2 separate regions of the Hordeum vulgare genome follow, and region 2 is linked to region 1. A link is a contact called in public Hi-C data. All regions are on one chromosome and are shown on one strand. The core of a region is the stretch at or near the end of the contact, and the rest is flanking DNA. Distances in the headings are between cores, read along the strand shown. Region 1 holds the start of LOC123447725 (iron-sulfur protein NUBPL). Region 2 has its middle 20 kb from the start of LOC123447729.

Evidence for each region. A called contact is a pair of places that touch in the nucleus more often than the background predicts.
Region 2: a contact with region 1 is called in a Hi-C map of leaf, with 3 times the contacts expected there. The contact joins the enhancer-like site here to the promoter of LOC123447725 in region 1. A contact is called at or near these places in 3 of 6 Hi-C or Micro-C datasets (leaf and seedling) and 1 of 1 datasets of contacts at active chromatin or transcription factors (embryo).

What each region holds. Positions count from the first base shown.
Region 1 is chr4H:32,231,802-32,238,051 of MorexV3_pseudomolecules_assembly, reverse strand. It overlaps LOC123447725 (iron-sulfur protein NUBPL), which reads left to right and starts at 3,001. Exons shown (of 8, transcript XM_045124366.1): 1 at 3,001-3,250; 2 at 3,390-3,513; 3 at 3,939-4,061; 4 at 5,022-5,119; 5 at 5,439-5,565; 6 at 5,647-5,732; 7 at 6,072-6,197. The coding sequence starts at 3,227.
Region 2 is chr4H:32,337,049-32,343,298 of MorexV3_pseudomolecules_assembly, reverse strand. No RefSeq gene overlaps it. Among protein-coding and RNA genes, the nearest start is that of LOC123447729, 20 kb to the left of the region's middle. Within about 2 kb of position 3,833, at least 1 of the 3 cell types and tissues checked has open chromatin away from gene starts, as enhancers often do. A contact at or near this core is called in leaf, where this site is marked.

The sequences.
Region 1 (6,250 bases), core at 1,752-4,251:
TTGAAGTTGCTCTTAGGGATGTACTTTCTCGATTGTAAAATAAATCTCGTAAATTTAATGCTAAAGCTGTACAAATATAGTATTACAGTTGCGGCGCCGGGAATTAGCTACGGTCCAAAGTGTTGGAAATATACCCTAGAGGCAATAATAAAATGGTTATTATCATATTTCCTTGTTCATGATGATCGTCTATCGTTCATGCTATAATTGTATTAACAGAAAACAGTAATACATGTGTGAATGAATAGATCACAATGTGTCCCTAGCAAGCCTCTAGTTGGCTAGCTCGTTAGTCAATAGATGATCATGGTTTCCTGATCATGGGCATTAGATGTCGTTGATAACGGGATCACATCATTGGGAGAATGATGTGATGGACAAGACCCAATCCTAAGCCTAGCACTAGATCGTATTGTTCGTATGCTAATGCTTTTCTAATGTCAAGTATCTTTTCCTTCGACCGTGAGATTATGCAACTCCCGGATACCGTAGGAGTGCTTTGGGTGTATCAAACGTCACAACGTAACTGGATGACTATAAAGGTGCACTACGGGTACCTCCGAAAGTGTCCGTTGGGTTGGCACGAATCGAGATCGGGATTTGTCACTCCGTGTGACGGAGAGGTATCTCTGGGCCCACTCGATAGAACATCATCATGAGCTCAATTTGACTAAGGAGTTAGTCACACGATGACGTGCTACGGAACGAGTAAAGAGACTTACCGGTAACGAGATTGAACAAGGTATAGGTATACCGACGATCGAATCTCGGGCAAGTTCTATACCGACAAACAAAGGGAATCATATACGGGATTGATTGAATCCTTGGCATCGTGGTTCATCCGATGAGATCATCGTGGAGCTAGTGGGATCCACCATGGGTATCCAGACCCCGCTGATGGTTATTGGCCACAGAGGTGTCTCGGTCATGTCTGCCTGTCTCCCGAACCCGTAGGGTCTACACACTTAAGGTTCGATGACGCTAGGGTTATAGGGAATTGTTGTACGAGGTTACCGAAAGTTGTTCGGAGTCCCGGATGAGATCCCGGACGTCACGAGGAGCTCCGGAATGGTCCGGAGGTAAAGATTGATATATAGGACGGATGGTTTTGGACACCGGAATTGTTTCGGGCGTCACCGGTAACGTCCCGGGACCACCGGGACCACCGGAGGTGGTCCCGGGGAACCACCGAAGGGGGGCAACGACCCCAAGAGGCTAGATGGGCTAAGTGCGGGAGGGAACCAGCCCCTAGGTGGGCTGGTGCGCCTCCCACACCCAGCCCAATGTGCAAGTGGTGGGGAGAGGGGGCAACCCTACGCGCAGGTGGGCCTTAGGCCCACCAGGTGGTGCGCCACACCTCTCCCACCCTAGCCGCCGCCCCCCTCTCCCATCTGGTGGCCGCCGGTCCCTAGGGAGGGAACCCTAGGGGTGGCGCAGCCCTTCCCCCTCCTCCTATAAATAGATAAGGACTCGGGGCTGTTGGAGACACGGTTTAATCTCTCTCTCGGCGCAGCCCTGCTCCTCTCCCTCCTCCTCTCTGCCGGCGCTTGGCGAAGCCGTGCCAGGAGACCTCGTCTCTCCACCGACACCACGCCGTCGTGTTGCTGGACTTCTTCCCCAACCTCTCCCTCCTCCTTGCTGGATCAAGGTGCGGGAGACGTCACCGGGCTGCACGTGTGTTGAACGCGGAGGTGCCGTTGTTCGGCACTAGATCGGAATCGCCGCGAGTACGACTCCATCAACCGCGTTCTAGCAACGCTTCCGCTTAGCGATCTTCAAAGGTACGAAGATGCTCTTACCCCTCTCTCGTTGCTGGTCTCTCCATAGAAAGATCTGAACATGCGTAGGAAATTTTTTGAATTTATGCTACGTTACCCAACACAAAGCTCCAATACAATGCTACCTCGAAACGCGCACACATACATTTCGGTACGTGCGCGTCGGAAATGCATGAAAAGTGATCGCATTAAGGCCCTGTTTGGAACCACCCAGATTATATAATTCAGTTTTTATAATCTATTCTGTCTCCAAACAGGACAACTTATGGTGTAGATTATAAAAACTAGATGGATAGATTATTAAAAACTCATAATCTACTCTATACCAGCTAAAATCAGATTATGGATTGCTAATGACTCATTAGCCTTGTAAAGTTGGAGATAATTACATTCCTACCACCGCCACCCTCCTCTTTTTAAAAAAAAACAGAGGACAGACAGGTCATTATGCAATGTAAAACCTGAATTACAGTTTATATAATCTGGCCTTCAAACATGTCCACCTAGATTATGTTTATAAACCAGATTATATATCTATCTTCATAATTCAGATTATCATAATCTATTATGATTCCAAACAGGGCCTAACGGTGTTAACTGCTTCTTTCGCTAATTTGCCATATCTCTGCACACGCTCTTTACTAAAGCTATCGAATACTTTCTTCAATGAGAAAAAGGTGAATGTGTAGGAAACACATGCTTTGATTCTCCATGAGAATTGCAGCAAATTTGTGCTAGTTTTTCATCCATATAACTAGTTAGAGGGTGCCTCTCACAAAGTTCACTTTCACTCCCACTCGTGTTGACAAATGACGCACTTGTTTGTATGACACTTGTTGTTGCGTGTGTGTTTTATGTTTTTTTTCATCCATTCATCTATCAATACGTTTTATATTTAGAATCGTGCGTTCAAATCACAAGCTGTATTCATTTTTGTGTTTTTCACGTCGAGAACTTTAAATCTAGATCCCATATTAATAGGTTTAGACAGAATTTTTTTCCTAAAAAAACTTGAAAACCCGGAAATAGAAAAACTGGAAACAGAAAAAAAAAATCAAAACTAAAAAAACGAAAACCAGAAAAAACAACCGGAAACGGAGAAACCGGAAGCACGACTGTGAAATTATGTGCCCGCGGCCTGGCCCACGAGGATCGGCCCATATGGCCCAAGCCGCGGGTCCCTCACCCTCAGCCCTCCAAGTCCAACCCACGAAACAGCCCTCCTCCGTCACTGCCGCCGCCGCCTCCTGGAAGGTCGCCGCCGTCAACCTCCACCGGATCCCCTCTGAAGCCGCTGGACTCCTCGTCCCACGTCAACCCAGCCAATCCGCGACCTCTCCCGCCCACCACCAGTCTCCCCCTGGCCCCGCCCACCACGCCGTCCCAGTAAGACTGAAGGGGAAAAAGAAGAACATACGTTCTCTCTCCGGCGGGCCTATTTCTTCCCGATGCTCCGGATCGCCTCTCGCTCGGTGAGACCACAGATCTTCTCCTACAGCTGCCAAATTATTGAATTTTCCCACAAGTGGCCGCTGCAAATTTGCGCCCATTTCATGCCCGTTCCACCGAAATGCTTTCTCGAAATGTGCTCATGGTCCTGCTTTTTTACAGGGTTTGCTTGGTGGCAGGAGATGCTACAGCGCCGCCGCGAAGGGCGGGCTCTCAATCACTGGCGTCAGTGACATTATTGCTGTCGCCTCGGGGAAAGGCGGCGTCGGCAAGTCCACCACTGCAGGTTCTAATCTGGTCTCTTCTTTTCAAATTTGTTAGTGGCAGTGCAGAGAGTTGTAAGGTACTGTATATTGGAATATGCATTAGGATTGTAGAGTTTGTATATACTTTCTAAAAGGAAAAGGAAAACTGTAAATTCGCATGGAAGTAGAAATGATGCCAAACTAAGATATGCCCATTAACTATCATGACGTAGAATTTGATTCTGAATAAGGCGTTCAACTAATGTTCTGTTCTGGAGAGGGCCTGGGGCAGCTAGATGCCAAGTGATATAGGTGCATAATCTCTCTTTGCTTTTCATCCAAACTATCATGAACCAAACTTATACTGAATCGAGAAGAACCACTTATGATGCTCCATCACATTCCCCTTATATCTGGTACTTGCTCCATAACATTCCCCTTATATCTGGTACCTTTTTTGTTGCAGTTAACATTGCTGTAGCACTTGCGAAGGAGTTTAAGCTCAAGGTTGGTTTGCTAGATGCTGATATATATGGGCCATCCATTCCCACAATGATGCATCTGCATGAAAAGCCTGAAGTAAGTGAAGGTATCACTATCAGCTGTACCTCTCTCAGCATATGCGTATATGCCATACAAACATGTTATAATTTTTGCATAAAAATTTAAATCTACAATAACTGGCTAATTTTTTTTATTGTTGTGAGTTACGAGGTTTTCCTTGTTGTCTTGGTACTGCTACATATTCTAAGATCCTAACAGATAGATATTATTGTTTCCCCACATTTTTTATGCATGGTACAATTTTGGATTTATATTTGAATAATCTTGGTTTCGACACAAATTTATGGTAGTAAAATACAATCCACATTTTGTGCAGAAAGACCTGAAGAGAACTCCCTATTACAAACATTGTGATTATTCATTGCGAATTGATATCTGTTCTAAGTTCTGAATGAAGCAGTAAAATCTGTTGGTCTATGCCTATTAAAATATGGAGGATTACTTGGAACAATGTAATTATCCGTTTGAAATCGGTTCCCATTATCATCAGGCAAATAACGCCCAGGCATGCCAATATTTTCCTTCAGTTTGCATATGGATAATGCTTGCTACTTTCATTTGAGTATGTGAGCATGTTGGCCATATCAGTGTTTTGAGGTCAGTTGAAGGCTTCAAGCTTATGGTGACTCACCCTTTTAATCAAATCAATCTGACAAACTGTAACTTCAGGGCCTCAGGCAGTCACAATCTGCGGCAAAACATATTGTGTTTATCACGATTTTAACGTTGCACTACATGAGCTGAGTTGAATAGAGCTATTCGGGCATATAATTCTGTGCGAGTCTTCAAGTACTAATTAACGTGTGAACTGTGATGCTCGGCAGCTTAGCCTTTTATTATCACCACATTGTCACTAATAATTTTGTGGATACTGATTTACCTAAACTACCAGAATTCTGAACTTCATTGCTAATTATTTACCTGCTCCTTTGCTTATGTTTGCCACATCTCTGTTGGTTGACTGTGACTTCCTCTCTCTCTGTAGACATGAAGATGATTCCAGTTGAGAACCATGGAGTGCGATGTATGTCCATCGGGTTTCTTGTAGACAAAGATGCACCAATCGTTTGGAGAGGTCCTATGGTTTGTTTTTGCTTGTGTTTCCATTAACTTCTTGTTTCAGATTTCTGGAAAACATTCCTGCCCTGTTGTCGTACTTAATAAATACAAAAAATAGGTGAATCACTAGAAACATGCATATTACTGCACAATTACGCCAGTGGAAACAGGAAGCATGTCAGAATTGTTTGTGCCTGGTTTGAAGTTATTTGTCATTACCACTATTAAGTTTTACATTGTACTACTTTATTTAGGATTCATAGTAGTAGCAAGGGATGAATTGGTATTTGATATCTTTTTGATCACATGGAATCCCCTAACACCTAACAAGTCTTGCTATCAGGTAATGAGTGCTCTTGAGAAGATGACAAGGGGAGTAGCCTGGGGTAATCTGGATGTTCTTGTTGTTGATATGCCCCCCGGCACTGGTGATGCTCAACTATCAATGTCCCAAAGGCTTCGGTTATCTGGTATTTACAAGTCTGTTCTATGAAGATTCAACACTAATGCGTGCATTTTTCTAAGCATTCGTTTACATGTGGTTTCTGCAGGTGCTTTAATTGTTTCTACTCCTCAAGATATTGCTCTAATTGATGCTAGAAGAGGAGCAAATATGTTTCGTAAAGTCCAAGTTCCTGTATGTTCTATGTAACTTCTGTTTTGTGATATCTGTACTTCTTTCTTAGTTTCTAGCCGTTTGCGTGTATTAGATATTAAACATTAATTCAGATAGAATTCTAATTCCTATCACACCGTTCATTTCCCTGTTTATTTGTTAATGTTATTGCCAACCAGCATCAGTTACTATTGTTAGTTTATTACTGTCACATATCTATTCATGAGAATTCAATCGCAGTAGGCATATTCATTTCACGAGTGAAAAATAATTAGCTTAAATTTCTAGCATGTGCCACTATCCAATATTTCACAAAGTCTTCCACTCTTCCCAGCATTACTCAGCTGTATATTTTGGCAGATTCTAGGCTTAGTAGAGAACATGAGTTGCTTCAAGTGCCCAAAGTGTGGTGAGAAGTCTTACATTTTTGGAGAAGGTGGAGCCCAGAGAACTGCAGAAGACATGGATATGGAGTTTCTTGGCGAGGTGAGTGAAATTTGTCAGATTGTCATAGTTTATTGTAATTGGTATGTACTTCT
Region 2 (6,250 bases), core at 2,584-5,083, 100 kb before region 1:
AGCTCCGTGGGTCGGTGATGATGAACTGGTCCCAGTGACATGGCGGCTGCATTCACCGGGTGCGCGCGGCAGCCGGCAGGCAACTGGGCAGTGGCTGGGGCACCGTCGGGAGTAGGAAGATACTTGCATAGGTCTCCTACCACTCGAGTAGAAGCTCCACTTGCCCGCTTAGAATTTGGAGAATAAACCAGTGACAGATTTCAGGAGCATATATACCCCATAGCCAAAACGAATTTCCGCTGGGTTAAGCTATTATTTGTATCGATATATATGTCCCGTCTGATTTCATGGGAAGCATGAACAATGGTTTCCAAAAATTAGTGCTACTTGTTATATGTACACTATATGTGTGTGTACACGATGTTTTTCAATGAGAATGGACAGTTTTCAGTGGAGTCTATGTATAGAGCATTAATCTAGTCTGATGTGCGAGTTGATAATAATAAAAAGATCTGAAAGATGAAGAAACCGCTTAAGAATAAAATGTTTGCATGGTATCTTCGTCGCGGAGTCATTCTTACGAAAGGTAACCTTATTAAAAGGACTTGGCATGGAAGTCCGCAATGTGTTTTTTGTCATCATGATGAGACAATAAACCATTTATTCTTCCAATGCAAATTGGCTATTTTTATATGATCAGTCATCCAAATACCTTCTGGCTTGCATCCTTCTTGTAGTGTTGCTAATGTATTTGGCAAATGGCTACATGGCATTGATCACACGTTTAGAACCCTTCTTAGGGTGGGAGCGCTTGCCATTATTTGGTCGCTTTGACTATGTAGAAATGATAAGATTTTTAGCGATAAAAGTATTTCTCCTATACAGGTTATTTACAAATGTACCAGGACTCTTCGTTTATGGTCCTCTCTACAATGCATGAAGAATCAAGACCTATTTACGAAGGTGTGTACACGATTGGAGGCTACGGCGAGGGATACTTTTATCCAACATGGGTGGCAGCATGATCTTAGGATTTGCCCCCCTACGCTTTAGGCGTTATACAGACTATGCATGTCTCAATATATTTCGTTCCGTTTGATTAAGAGGACATTATTTGGCTGTGTGCATCTTAGTTATGCAGAGGTCGGATGTAACGCTTACTTTAAGTAATAAAACACCCTTTTTAGAAAAAAAATGTGTGTGTACGTTTTAGGATTAGTTTTTGTGACATGAAATTTACTTGATTTCAGTTTAATGCAATATTCCTGGAAGATTTAGTTAGCTAGCATGATAAATCAATTTCCTTGTTTCAACCCCGCTACCAGAAAATGGTTCTACACCGAGTGTTACGCTCTTTGCCGAACACCTTACCTCAGGCACTCAGGAAAAACGACCTTTGCCGCATACCTGTGGAAAAATGAACACAAACACTCGGCAAAGAAGGACCTTTGCCAAGTATGGGCCGAAAAACAATTGGCAAAAAGGTAAACATTTGGCAAAAAGATAACACTAGAAAAATATCAAGGCCAACGCTCGTAAAAAATGTTACACTTGCTATCAACAATATGTTAGGCTTCATCGACAATTAAAAGTAACCAGCAGCTCCTTTCTATAGTCGTATGCTTCAAACAAAGTAAAATTTCAAAGGAAATTCGGCTTTGCCAAGCACACAAAGAATTAAATTATAAGAAAAAATGAGGACACATGGGAATTCGATCTCCCGCACGCAAAGCTATTTTTTGCTTCTAGTTTCAATCTTTGCATGCTGAAAATTAGGATCCATATGTAACAATGAGCTGTAGAGGGAACAATGACAAGTGTGGTCCAGGGGTATTTTAGTCACTTCAACCCCTGTCTATGGCCTTTGACCGGACGATAATAGTGTTGAGTGACATTTAGCACACACTCAACATAAAGATGACATTTTTAAGTAGTTGAAATTTCTAGTGGCAAAATTAAGTAGCATGACAAAACTAATGTAAAACTTATAAAATCCCAAAAAATGGATCCTAAAGGACACCCATTTGCACCCGGACAAAGAATGTACTCCTCGTGCACTCACCTATTTTGGCTCACCTAAGAATTGCTATAAAATTGTGAAAATTCTAAACAGAAATATTAACCTTTCTCTATTATGTCATAATGTTTAAAATCCAAAATTCAGTTTCTAGCATGAGAAGCAAAGTCAAATCCAACACTAATGTTGTTAAATAGGCTAAATTCAGTGCCAATAATGAGTCGAATTCACCACCAAAATTTGATTGTTCACTATTCACAATCAAAACTAAATTTCCTTTATTTTTCTGACATGATCCCATATATATGTTGTTGTGTATATCACTGCTTGTTTCTATTCCCTTCGATTGTACTAAATCAAATAAAATTAATATAGGTCGAAGGGAGTACCATATTTTAGGTGAAATTTTGAAAGATAGTAATGCCGGGAGTCAGGTACGGAAGAGTGGGAGTATCGGATACTTTGAGAAGACAACGAGAAAGATCAGGGATTCCGGAGTGATGAAGCGATTAACAATTCAGCTCGTGGTTCATGTGTGCATGCATATGCCTTAGTTAAGCCAAAAAGCGCATGAGCTTTAATTATCATACATGATCGTTGCCACACACGTACATACCTGTGTTCACAAATAGCAAGTAGGAGTAAAATATTTAGACTACCAATAGCGGGGGAGTAACTTTGACAAGTAACTACTTATTATCCTTCAAAAATAAGAAGCAAGTAAACTACTTTAGCTTTATTAACTAGCACTTACTACAGGGAAGTGCCGTTTTGGCTCTTGGGAGCATATGCTCCTGAATGAATAACAAATTCAAAATAAGTAGTAAATGAATTTTTAAAATTTCTGTCTTTTTAGATGTTCATGTTAGTGAAACAAGTGTGATTGATAACTTTTATGCAAAACGAAATTTAAGCGTAACATTTGGAAGTACCATTTGTTGTCCGGCTTGTTTATTTTACAGGTCAAATTGCTTAAACATTTCTCCTAAAAATTTAGAGGTAGCATTTTGGTGCGATAATGAACCCATCTATTTTTTCCGACTTTTGCAAAATATATTTTGTGCGCACATGAACATATGCTCCCTAGAGCCAAATTGGATTTCCAAACATTCTACCCTCTAAAATCCCGCCATCTCTTACGGCGATGAGATTAGGATTTCTTGTGGTTGTGCATGATGGCAAGATTTGATATCAGTTACTTTAGATCTATTTAAGGGTTCAACTCCAACGACTGTGACTTCAGGGCGTTGGTCATTTGGGCAACGTGTACAAAAACTTTTCGGTTGCCATAGACAAGGTCAAGCTGTTTTTGCTAAGTGAGCTACGTCAGAGGCGCATTAGCAGCTCGTTCCGACGTTGATAATGATTACTCGGTGCTCTAGAGAGCTCGATGAGTTTTCATGAAGTTTGAGGTGCTTTGTACTCCCTTGGTCCAAAAATACATGTCATGAAAATGTATGTATCTAGATGTATTCTAGTTTTAGATACAATTATTTTTATCTGTTTGTACGACAAGTAATTCCGGACGAAGGAAATAATGTTTATGGTAGATCTGGATTTTCTTTAAAAAAATTCTATCGTGTTAGAAGAAGAAAAAAAACATCAAGCTTGGAAACGAGTTGGAGCATGCAAGAAGTTGCTATCCTGATGCACACACACAAGCATGCATGTACCACGGCTTTGCAGCGGCTACTTTAGGCGCGGAAGGGTCAAACAAGCTTGGTGAGACTCATGATGAAACAAGAGTCAACAGACCACCCGAGCGAGCTAAAGCCGTTGGGACGTGCCTGCTTGATGTCGACGTAAACACTAGACTTGGACCCGATCTCGTCAAGGGCAGCGCAATCGTTCAGCCGTCCGCCGATCCAATGTATGGCTGGTGTAAGGAGAACTTTTTATCTACTCGTTTCCCCACGAGTAGTGTCTGGTGCGTGTGTGCACAAGTACTCTCTTCGTTTTTATTTATTTTATTACATATTAGGTTTGTATAAAGTTAAACCTTAAATACTTTTAATAATATACACCATTAAATCAATATTATTGGATTCATCATAGCATATATTTTCACAACATATTTTTTTAAAATAAAGCAAAAGAATTGCCAGTTTTTATAAATTAAGAAGAAGATTTAGACAAGCAAAAATAAAAGAGTACTCTGACGACATAAGTGCACTCAGATATTTAGCTCCCGCCAACGCCCAGAGGCGGGCCTCCTCTTTGTGTTGCAAAAATAATTGTGGTCGGTGAAGCCGTGTTGCGAAAGACTCTTATTTTCACATCATATAATTTATACTGTAAATGTTTATATAGTTTCTACAAACTTGATCAAATTTTACAAAATTTGGTTTCAGTCAAAGCTAATACCTGAAGTAAATAGAAACGGAGCAAGTTTGTACTTTGGGAAATGGCGAGGAGATGGCTTTCGTCGCTAAAGCAATTGGTGAGACGATGACGTGGGCCTTCCTGAGATCCGTCCCAAGTCTCGTCATTACGTCATGCGGCATTTTGTTCCCAGCTTCTGTTGTTTCATCATGAGCTTCAGTATGTTTTTTGACCATTGATCATGCAAGTTAGCTTTGCAAGCTGGGACACGTTTTGTTTCAGCCGCCTCGCAACTTCTTGCATTGCATGCTAGTATAAATTTTCAAGAGATTCCTGATACTTAGTGCATGCATGCACACGTTAGGTTCGAGCTGAATTGTTAATCATTTACATTGGCATCTCGGAATGGAATCTCAGTCTTTCGGCCGATACAGTGCTAGATAACTGGCAATGCGCGTGCACATCTATTTCGGTACGTGCACATCTATTGCACTACTGCTGCCTTGCGCAAAAATGCATGAGAAAATATAGCACTTAAGGTTTTGACTACTTGCCAATTCTCCATCTCTGCACGTTTCCTTCGCCGCCTTTTCAAAAGCCATCGGATCTTTCATCGGTTAGAATGTGAATTTCTAGGGTATTCTCGAGGAAAAACAATGGCTAGAACTTCAATAATGTCAAATTTTGGAGTACATATTTCGTCTGATCCTACATTACATACCAATATAAATTAATCCACACAATTTGTAAATGTAGTTAAATACGACAAGAAAACTTAGAAGATCAATAGCATAAGAGTATTATTAGTGATCCGTTGGCTCATGAAACACTTTAACAACGCCTTATATGCAACCCAACGACTGCACGAAGTTACATGCATCCACCTCTGAAACAGCCTCCAAGACTTAAGTATTAGAGGCGGTTTCCCATTCAAAATCACCTCCTACATTTTTCGAACCATATGTAGGAGAACTGCATATGATCATAATAGAAAGAGCGACACACAAAGTTCAGGGTATAAGTTCAAGTCGACCCAGAGGCGACCAACAACAAAAATGCACAAATGACTGAAGAATGCAACACCAGAGACGAACACTCAAGGAGCAATACCACCCAAAAGAATATCCAAACTTAGCTAAACAAGGACTCAAAGCAGCTAGCTGCAGCCTCGTACCAGCAAAAAACAGCACTCTTGATCTGAGTCACCACACGGCCCAGCTCCTTGGCCTTGCCCACGAAGACACGAATTATTCCGCTCCTTCCAGATGGACTAATAAGCGAACAATGAGACCAGGCTATTCAGCTTCCTGATCTCAGCATGAGCGGAACCTGGAATTTTTTTTTACCGCCTACCTTATTTCAATAGGTAAATTACATTTTGTTTGCTGCCAGCCTTGCAATTCAATTTTCATTTAACTACGTAACACTTATCAAAAAGAACATAGTATAAAATAAAAACACCACAAATTCATCCCATCAATTGCATAAATTATTCTTACAAAGTAAATTACATGCCATTGTTACATAGAAAAATATATTGCATTTTGAGACACTCGTTTACTAAGATCACAAAAAATAACTCCTAAGATTGCAAATATAGTTCAATTATACTACTAAAAATACTAGAACTCGCAGGAATCAATGTTCTGCTGGTATGAGCATAGCTTTGTTGCTTCTCGTAATCCTCTAGCAGCGGCCACATACACCTACCAAACCCACTACAATAGGGCTCTCCATCTCATTGGTTCCGAAGAGTGGCCATATAGTTGACAGACGTGGTAATAAATGGGCGGTTCCATCTCATTTTCTTGTTGCCGTTGTGGCGGCCACGCAGGGGTTTCAGGTTGGGCGGCAAGGATCGATGGCAGAGGCGGTGGTGGTGCCTACGAGGAAGAATTATCATCCTCGAGGGTTCCAGCCCATGTGTCCCCAGCCATGCCCTCACCCTCGCAAATCGGAGGACCCTGCCAC